Regions from separate parts of the Sus scrofa genome. Here all the other regions are linked to region 2. The links are chromatin contacts, called in public Hi-C maps. All regions are on one chromosome and are shown on one strand. Each heading gives the region's core, a stretch centred on a gene start, on an enhancer-like site or on the middle of the called end of the contact. The rest is flanking DNA. Distances are from core to core; before and after follow the strand shown. Region 1 overlaps C10H9orf3 (aminopeptidase O). Region 2 overlaps C10H9orf3 (aminopeptidase O). Region 3 overlaps C10H9orf3 (aminopeptidase O).

What was found. A called contact is a pair of places that touch in the nucleus more often than the background predicts.
Region 1: a Hi-C map of embryonic fibroblasts shows a contact between it and region 2, with 2.5 times the contacts expected there. The contact joins two enhancer-like sites. A contact is called at or near these places in 4 of 47 Hi-C or Micro-C datasets (embryonic fibroblasts, epiblast stem cells, fibroblasts and 1 more) and 1 of 2 datasets of contacts at active chromatin or transcription factors (alveolar macrophages).
Region 3: a Hi-C map of embryonic fibroblasts shows a contact between it and region 2, with 4 times the contacts expected there. The contact joins two enhancer-like sites. A contact is called at or near these places in 1 of 5 promoter capture datasets (liver), 6 of 47 Hi-C or Micro-C datasets (adipocytes, embryonic fibroblasts, fibroblasts and 2 more) and 2 of 2 datasets of contacts at active chromatin or transcription factors (alveolar macrophages and skeletal muscle).

The regions. Positions count from the first base shown.
Region 1 is chr10:27,114,924-27,117,869 of Sscrofa11.1, forward strand. All of the region lies in intron 14 of C10H9orf3 (aminopeptidase O), which reads right to left. Among named protein-coding and RNA genes, the nearest start is that of MIR23B, 36 kb to the left of the region's middle. Within about 2 kb of position 1,273, at least 33 of the 83 cell types and tissues checked have an H3K27ac peak or open chromatin away from gene starts, as enhancers often do. A contact at or near this core is called in alveolar macrophages and embryonic fibroblasts, where this site is marked.
Region 2 is chr10:27,238,507-27,241,594 of Sscrofa11.1, forward strand. C10H9orf3 (aminopeptidase O) reads right to left here. Exons shown (of 19, transcript XR_002336299.1): 7 at 2,307-2,413. Among named protein-coding and RNA genes, the nearest start is that of MIR23B, 160 kb to the left of the region's middle. Within about 2 kb of position 1,610, at least 51 of the 83 cell types and tissues checked have an H3K27ac peak or open chromatin away from gene starts, as enhancers often do. A contact at or near this core is called in alveolar macrophages, embryonic fibroblasts and skeletal muscle, where this site is marked.
Region 3 is chr10:27,304,815-27,307,928 of Sscrofa11.1, forward strand. The region is part of intron 5 of C10H9orf3 (aminopeptidase O); the gene reads right to left. Among named protein-coding and RNA genes, the nearest start is that of C10H9orf3, 170 kb to the right of the region's middle. Within about 2 kb of position 1,562, at least 17 of the 83 cell types and tissues checked have an H3K27ac peak or open chromatin away from gene starts, as enhancers often do. A contact at or near this core is called in alveolar macrophages, embryonic fibroblasts and skeletal muscle, where this site is marked.

The sequences.
Region 1 (2,946 bases), core at 23-2,522, 120 kb before region 2:
AAAGAAATTTCATTAAACTGCCATTAAGTTTTAGCGTTTTGATTCCTCTTTTATATGCCTTTATGTATGTATAAATGTATAACATCTCAAAAAAGAAAAATTCAGAATTATTTTATGAACATAATACATTTTAATAGCACAGAACTTTTCAAAATTGCAAGAAATGTTTAAGCATTTCTAAGTTTTTGAATTGTTTATCCATTTTAACGAAAGATAATCAGTCTATAGAAAACCAAACTGTCCCTCCTCTCAGTACCCAGATTATCTGCTTTATAAATTAACTTGGAACTTATGTTAAAAAGAAAAAGAAAAAAAAAGAGGTAAGCAATGAACAGTTTTCTTTGTGTAGGTTTTAAGAAATTTTTCTTATGTAATTAAAAAAAAACTTTAAGAGTTTACTCTCCACATTTTAACAGAATTTCTTCAACCGCGCTTTTAATCAAAGTCACAACATACCAATTATAATATATTCTATTCCAAAATGAAGCCTGATTTATAACAGATTAATCTGAAAAAAAGAAAAAAAAAGTGAGCACTGATGCCTTCAAAGTGAAAAGTGGACACACAGATTTTTCAATTACTAAATGCCACCTCAGAGGCTGAGAACCACTTTCCTACTAACTTCACAACGTAGGGTCTCATCTCATAACTTTGTAAGTAATAGTTACCTTTGAGAGAGAAATAAAACATGAACAGGCTGCTCCCTCCAGGGCTACCCAAACAAACTTCTCTTTAGAGTCAAAGCTAAAAACACTGCTTCTTTTACTGTCTGTGGTTAGCTGTCCAGCACTTGGTCGACGTTTCCATCTAAGAATGTTTGCACCGAATTGAGACCCAAGACCAGGACCCCTCTAGGTGAGCGCACACAAAGAGGAAGGAGAAGAGTTCTCTAGAGAAGAGAGCTAACCTCAAGAACCTTTCTAAAGAAGGCTCTAGTCTGAAGAGGTCATCTGTGACTCTTTCTCTGGATTTGTCCTTTAAGTACTAAGCTTTCTTGAGCACATCAGAACGTATTTGTTTTCCTGACTTTTCTTCCTTGAAGATTTGGGAAATACACAAAAAATTACGATACCGACGCCCATGACCTGAAATGCACTCAAAGTTTAAAAACGTCTAGTACAAAGGCATGAAAAGGAAGGCAAGAGCCCATGTATAGTATTTTTGAAGGCAACTAGAATTCCCATTCACATCCAATGATACCACCACGGGAGTGGGGATGCAAATCCACAGAATGGGCTGTTAAGCCGGGAGCAGAGGAGGATAGGATTATGAAGCAGAACGAATACGAGAGACCCAAATTGGCTTTCTTTCCCGCCAAGCTCATTTGGTGGAGAGACGGAAAGTTAAAAAGAGGAAAATGAGAAGGGATTTGGTAGACGGAGAAGAAACCACCTTCATTCTCCTAACGAGCACCAGCTGACGGCCCTGGGCACCCGCAGCTGTCAGACGGGCCAGCCCGACCTGGAGGGGGGAGGGAGGGGGGGACGGAGGAAAAAGTCCGACTTACTGAGGCTCCCGTCTGGGCGCGGGCCGGAGCCTGGAGTCCTCGCGGATCGGTCCCGGGCGCCGGCTGATATCCGCAGCGGCCGCCGTGCGCGCCGCCTCCTCTTCACGGGCCAATCCCCGGAGAGGCCGTCGCCGCCGCGCCGCGCCCCGCCCCGCCCCGCCCGCTCCGCGCGCCCCGTCGGGCCGGGTTCCCACCGCGCGGCGCCCCTTCGCGGCCACGCCCCTGGCCCCCACCCCGCCCCGCCAGTCAGCTCCCACCCAGTAATTACTCTAATTAGAAGTTTTAGTCTCAGCAGTTAAACAATGTCCAAACCAGTCCCAACACAGCCTGCAATTCAAATGGCTTTGAGAACAAAGGCAATCAGAGCTGCAACAATTTTTCCTCTAATTTATAGAATGTGAAGACTTTCTCTCGTAACTCACTGTACTTTAGGGAAAAAAAAAGTTTAAACTCCAGCGTACGTGCCATTTCACCATGATATCAGCATCTCTATGGAAAAACACCAGCCTATACTAGCTACAACAAAGAAAAAAAAGAAAAATCACTGTTATGAAAAAATGAATATTAAATGCATGAGTTTAGTGCCTCCTGCAGAACTGTCACAAATGTTCCTGGATCACCTGGTGAAAGGGTGAAAGATGTACGAAGATATGGGAGGGCTGTTTTCTTTACAGTGTACAGATTATGCCAATAAAAGGGCAACAAACCACCCAGGGCATCTTTCTAGTAATTAATCTGCATAATTCTTAATTAGTACTGGTTGAAGTGATCAGGCCTATTTTCCCCAGAAATTTATAATAGCCCATTCACAATTCTGAGTATGAGTCTCTTCAGTCTAGTTTCAGATGAACAGGGGGTATTTCAGGATGAGTAAAATTATAACCATGAAATATGTGCTTAGAAAAATAAAACACCAGAAACAACAAAAAAAGCCCTTTATTTTCCAGTACTGGTTTAATCTCTAAAGCAATCTGCATCCATTTTAGAATTACTAAACAATTTATGGCATGTGAAAGATTAAAAACAAAACCAAAGAAACACAGGCAATGAACTAGTGGAGTAGAAAAATAATAAAATAACCACTACAAAAACACTGAATAAAATAGGTTATATGACTCATGTCTTCCCCTTTCAATATATATTTTTCAAAAACATTTTCATTTTTTCAAGATATCAGGTAACTATAGTTTTTTAGTCTCACTCCATGCATTTACTCAATATGCTCTAAAATTTCTCCATTTTTAAATGAAGAAAATTGTTTTTAAATTTTTAAATTAAGTATAGTTGATTTACAAGGTGCCAATTTCTGCTGTACAGCAAAGGGACTCAGTCATATACACACCCGCACATTCTTATATTCTCTTCCATCATGATCTATCCCAAGAGACTGGATATAGTTCCCTGGGCTGCACAGTAGGACCTCACTGCTTATCCATTCT
Region 2 (3,088 bases), core at 360-2,859:
TCTCTCACACAGTCCACACCCAGTGTCTCTGCTTCCTGATCTCCCCTCACTCGTCACTTCGATCTAGCTCCCTTCTCCACAACTCATGAATACATGCATGCCCGTCAAGGTCACCAGCATCCTTTGCAGGGCCCACACTCACTCCAGGGCCCCTTCTCTCCCTCCCCGTCCCACGGCCCTCGGCAGCATCCAACATCCCATTCCCATCTTCTTGACTCACTTTCTTTTCTTTCTTTTCTTTTCTTTTTTTTTAATTGTTATTTTCCCAATACAATTTTTGACTCACTCCCTTTCCTGACTTCCAGGACTCCTGGCACCTGGGTTCTCTCTGCACTGATTTCCCCAGCTCCTCCGCTGGCTCCGCCTCTTCCTCCCAACCTCTTCTCCCACCTTCTTCTTTCCCAGTGATTTTACCAGGCTTGGGATTGTCAGTAGCCATAGGCTGAATGTCCCCATTTTTTCCAGTGAGCTCCTGACTTGTAAACCCCACTGAGTTCTCAATAGTTGAGTATCTATTTGGCACGTCAACCTTAACACATGCCGAATGGGAATCTTGATTCTTCCCTCCAAAGCCTGCTCCACCCGGAGTCTGTACCATCTCACCACATGGCACCGCCATCTGTCTGCCCAGCTGCTCAAGTCAAAAGCCTAGAAGTCATTCTGGACACTTTCAGTTGCCTCCTCTCCACACTCAATAGACCAAAGACCTGCCAGTCCCACTGCCAAAACTTGTCTTAAATAGGTTGGCTTCTCGTGTCTGTCCTGTGACCAGCAGGACTGGAAGCGTGACCGTCTACTGCCACGTTCTAACCCATCTCCTTGCTTTTTGTCTGCTGCCCGCAGAGCAGGGATCCTTCCCTGCTGAAGGCCCTGGGCGGCTTCCAGTTGCACTTGGGGGAAGGCTGGAAGCTCCAGCGCCTGCCTGCCTCTCCCTGCTCTTCCTACCACGCTGCCCTCCTCTCTGTCCCTCCAGCACCAGCATGCCAAGCCGTGTGCCTCCTGCCTTAAGGCCTTGGTGCTCTACAGAGAGGCATCCTCCTTGCTGTCAATCTCTGTGCTCCCTTCACACCGCTTCTTACCACCTGTCACTAGCCGTGCATGCAAGAGGGGCCCAACTGACCGCGAGTTGCATGAGAGCAGGGACCCTGTGCACGCTGGCCGTGGGTGTGGCCATCCCGCTGGCTGAGTGACCGGATGTGTGAACAGTGGCGCTGGGTGGGGCAGGCAGGGCTCCTGGCTCTGGCTTTCCTAAACAATGGATGAGTCAGCCACAGCAGCAGTTAGCGTGAGAGGGGGGACTTCTTCGTGGGAAGAGCGGCCACACCCTGGCTGCCGGGCAGCACAGAAGGACTGGTCGGCCTCGCTGGGGTCAGGCTGGGCCCGCATTTCCCTCAGACTCCAGCCTTAGGGGGAAGCCACCTCTGTGTGTGTGTGTGTGTGTGTGTGTGTGTTGCAGGGGGGTGTTGTTTATTAAAAATAAACAACAGAAGCAAAATCCATGCAGGCGGGCTTCTGCCCAGGAATTGGCCTTCAGGACAGCCATCTAAAAAGAGGGGTGACTCCTGGATGGCCGCCTTCCCACCTGTCTGACCACCGAGTCCAAAGGCTGGGCTCCAAGCAAGAGGGGGCAGGAGGGAAGCTTCTGTTGCCATGGCAACTGCAGTGCTCCTGGGGCCTAGGCTTGAGGTTTCAGATAAACAACTATTTAGAGACCTGACGAGAAGGAGCAAACAGAGGAACCAAAAAAAAAAGAAAAAAAAAATGGCAAGAAGTAATCCTTAACAAGTGCTGCAGGACACACTCAGAAAATAAAACACAGGAGCTGAGAGCAGAATCCTCCCACCAGCACAGGAGTGGCCTCCTGCGGGGCTGCATCCGGAACAAAAGGCCCCATTGACACAAACATCTGTTACTACTAAACACTTAGGAATCAATATTTTCCTAAAGGTTTTTTTTCTTCCCCCCACCCCGTTTGGCTTTCAAGGGTTACTGTCTGCCAGGCTACCGGACTTTAACCTTCTCCAAGTCCGCAGCCACCACACAGAGTGACTATTACGACCTCAAGTGAAGAATGTGGTCCCGGAAACGGCCCCGTGCTTTTTTTTTTTCCTGAATAGACACCCAGGGAAAATGTCAGAAGGCAAATCCAAACCCACACCCTGAACGACTTAAAACATAACAATCCTGTCCCTGGGAGGATGAGTAATCCAGCCCAATTTAATTTTAAAAGGAAACAGCCGATTTAAGGAGATGGCCTGGATGAGGCTTGAAGGAAAGGAGGGGGGCGGGATCACGTGATGCTTTACCTCAACACCTGCATCTCCTCAGGGGAGCTCCGCACCTCGTCCCGGAGGCGACGCCAGCGCAGGCAAGCCCTCAGCTCCTGCTGCTCCTGGGCCTCGTGGGGGGCCAGCTGCTTAGACCACAGACACACAGACACATATGCACAAAACACAGTCACTGTTGTCCTCACGCAGGGTCAGAGCCGTCCCATGGAGCGGAGAGTTTTGGTTTTTTTGCAGGCGAAGAGGGGGTTGGGGGCGTCGGTGGCACAGAGGCCCCTGCCTTGCCTTGTGCCCTAGTAGTAGAGGGGTCAGAGGGCCTCTGAGGTCCGCAAACGTAGAACCAGCCCTCACCCCCCCAACCCCCGGGCCTTTTTGGGAGGCGCACACCGCCCCCCCCTCCTGGAACCTCCCCCACAACCCTACCCCCCCCAAGCCCCCACCCTCACCCTGTCCTGGAACCTCCCCTCCCACCCACACCCCTACCCACTTGGGAGAGAGAGAGAGCGAGCCTGTGAGCAGGCCTCCCCAGGGGGCCGTTTGCACTCTGGTTCCACCCAGCCCCTTCCTGCTTTGTCCTGCATCGGGTGGGAAAGGCCCCCTCCATTTACCTCCTATTCTCCCCAGCCCTCAGTTTGTCAGGGCTGTTTACAGTGGAGCCGGCTAATGTGACCCAGATGATTCTGTTTGCATAGAAGCAGAAAGGCCGAGCTGCCTGGACGCAGGCTTGGGGAAAGAGACGGCCTTGCTCCCTGCCCTGCTGGTCAGAATGGGCTGCCCTCCTCCACGTGCTCTTGAGGCCCCCA
Region 3 (3,114 bases), core at 312-2,811, 66 kb after region 2:
ATTTCCTGTTCTTGTTGCTGCTCCTGGCCTCTGGGTACCTTGATGACAAATTCTCCTGTCTTGTTACTTAACCTCCCTGTAAAAGACCTTAATCATGTGGCAAGTGAGACACCTCTCTGGAAGTTTCCCTGGCTGCTCCAACTTCCAGTGATTTTTATTTCCCTTAAAGTTCTGTGGCACCAGTGATGGGTACCACACAATTAGCATTTTATTCCGGTTTGTTAATCTTTCAAGTCCTTTCTTTCCAATGGAGTAGGCAGCTACTTAAGGACATGGAACTTTATATCTAAGTCTTAAAAAAAATGTGCCATATAAACTTAACAAATCGTGACTTATTGAGGTGTGTGGTGGAACAGCTCAAGGAAATAAATTAGAGCCTCATTTGGGGATAATAGGATTTGAAGTTAAATAAGCTTTAGATATCTAAGCTTTTTTTACTCAAGAATATAGGAGACACACAGGAATAAGATGCTAACTAATGAATAAAGAACTTTTGCCTCAAAGAAGCATTTCTATTGCTTCATTAGTTAGAGACCCAATAGTATGTGGAAGTAAGGTTTCAAAATTCCTCCTTCGGATTCTGAGTATATGAACTCACGAGCTGTGGGTGTGAGACCACTTCTGCCATAAATTTTCTGAGTAACCATGAGTACAGCAACCTTTCTTGGCTTCAGTTTCTTCCTCTATCAAATGATGGAGCTGGACAGATGACCTTTAAAAACCAAATAACAATAACAAACAAAAAAGACTAAAGAATGAGTGGTATCCTCGTTTAGATCGTTACCAGGAAATGTGATTCTTTGCCCTGCCATAAATCTATTTTAAACACATGCCTCACGTGGAGGCTCACTCATTCAACTATCCAGAGAAATGTCATCTAAATGAGACCCAGAGAAGAAAAGAAGAAAATCGAAATGGAAATTCTAGGTACGACTTTTATTGTCATGAGAACCAATTTACTTCCCACGGTTATCTTGTTGGATGATAAAAAAATAGTAGGGAAAAGCTTCAACCTGTCATCTTTCTCTTTCTTGCTTTTTTTTTTTTTCAGCCTGCGCCTGCAGCATATGGAAGTTCCTAGGCTAGGGGTCAAAGTGGAGCTGCAGATACCAGCCTACACCACAGCTCACAGCAATGCCAGATCTGAGCTGCATCTGCAACCTACACCACAGCTCACGGCAATGCCCGATCCTTAACCCACTGAATGAGAATGGGGATCAAATCCGTGTCCTCATGGGTACTAGTCGGGTTCTTAACCTCCTGAGCCACAACGGGAACGCCCAACCTGTCATATTTCTCATTATTCTAGGAGTACAAGACAGGGGAAAAAACTGATCTGCAGTACCAGTAAATATCAAATAGGTAAAATACTTTTAAATCTGGAATGATAAGAGCAATACAAGGTTGCAGAAATTCAAGTGTGCTGGAATGCCAATTTGACACTCTGTTGTTAGTTAAAACAGCACATGCCAGAGCTACTTTCTTAAATCAAGCCATCTCTGTGGTAAGGGAAAACGGATCAAAATATCAAGGCAAGCATGCCATTGGCTTGAGGTATGTGTCAGATTTATTGTGGCCCAGAAGATTAAAATCAGCCAGCATTAAGGAGGGTGTGTATGTGTCTCTATTCAGATGTCAGGAAGTCTGAAAATTATGCCACCAACCCAAAGAGGTTCCTGGGCTGATGATAAATAAAGGACACATTTAAAACAGAAAGGCTGAACAGCAGCCAAGGCCTGAAGATAAAGCAATCACGGGAGTCGTGGCATTACCTGTACCTATGGTTAAGAGGGCAAAACTAAAGATAGCCACATGGGTCAAGGTCGTGTGAAAGGACTATAATGAGAGTGAGGAGAAAGGCTGCTGACACAGGCTCAAAAATATGGTGTCGGGGTGGGGCCTCGGAATGCACTCCAGGGTACAAACCTTTTTAGAGAATGGAATGGGGAGTGACGCCCGTGTTTCGGGAGAGCAGTGGGGGGGACGGCCGAGAGAGAGATGGAGAGAAAGACCACGTGAGAAAGGACACCCCCCTCACGGCCGGGGGAGTGGATGCTGGCTCAGCCCAATAGAGCAGAGAGAGGGGTCGGGGATGGCCCAACCACCCTTCACAAGGCCAGCCAGCCACAGACAGACCTCAAGGAGGGCAGTGATCCTTTTGAGAACCAAGGCGGGTCTGTAAAAACCCAAATCATGGTGACTTTTTAGTTTTTTTGGCTCTTCCTTTGAAACCACAGAACCACGAACATTCTACTTCTTTGCCCACTGAGCTGACCCACATCCAATTTACATATTCCCTCTCCACAAAAGTTGCAGCATCCATCCAGTCGCCCCCCGGTGCCAGGCACCAGTGAGGAGTTTGGCCTAAGGCAAGGCTGGGGTGCTGCTCTACTGCGGCATCAGCAAGCTTAGTTTGCAGGCGCGTGTAAAGAGCCCCGAGTCTGTGGCCGCACTGGGGTCCAATCCCAGCCCCACTGCCCATTACCAATTCTGGGACTTTGAGGGAACTCTCTTAATGTCTTTGAACTTTTCTCGTGTAACAAAACGATAAAAAAAACATCTGTTTTTCAGGGTCGTTGTGAGGGCCGAGTGGGATCTGAATATATGAAAGGCACTTGGCCTGTGCTGAGCATGTGATTGGCATTCTAGAAAAGGAAGTTATTATTAGGTCTCTGCACTCCCCCCACCCCCCGCCGCCCCCAAAAATGTTCTGACCATTCCTTTTCCCTTTTTTCTTTTAAAGTGACAACCTTAATCCATTCCCTTGCCCAAGTGCCAAGTACCTTCATGTAGTCCCATCTTTTTTATTAGAGAAATCAATTTGCTTATGTCACTCATATCAAAGGGTGACTCTAAAAAGCAATGCATGTAATGGGATTGGGCAATGATTATATAAAGGACTAATGTGTGGAGAGAGATTCCCAGAAGACAGACTGTCCTCAAATGACGTTTCTATAGATAAGTAATCATTCATTCTGTTTTTGGGTAAGATAAGCCTTATCTGGCTTGGATTTTACATCACTACATGCTTCCTTTTATGCTAATTCAATCTAATTCAAGGGTAAAGGGTGTAACCAAAAAAACATTACACCACTTCATTTTACGTGGCTGTGC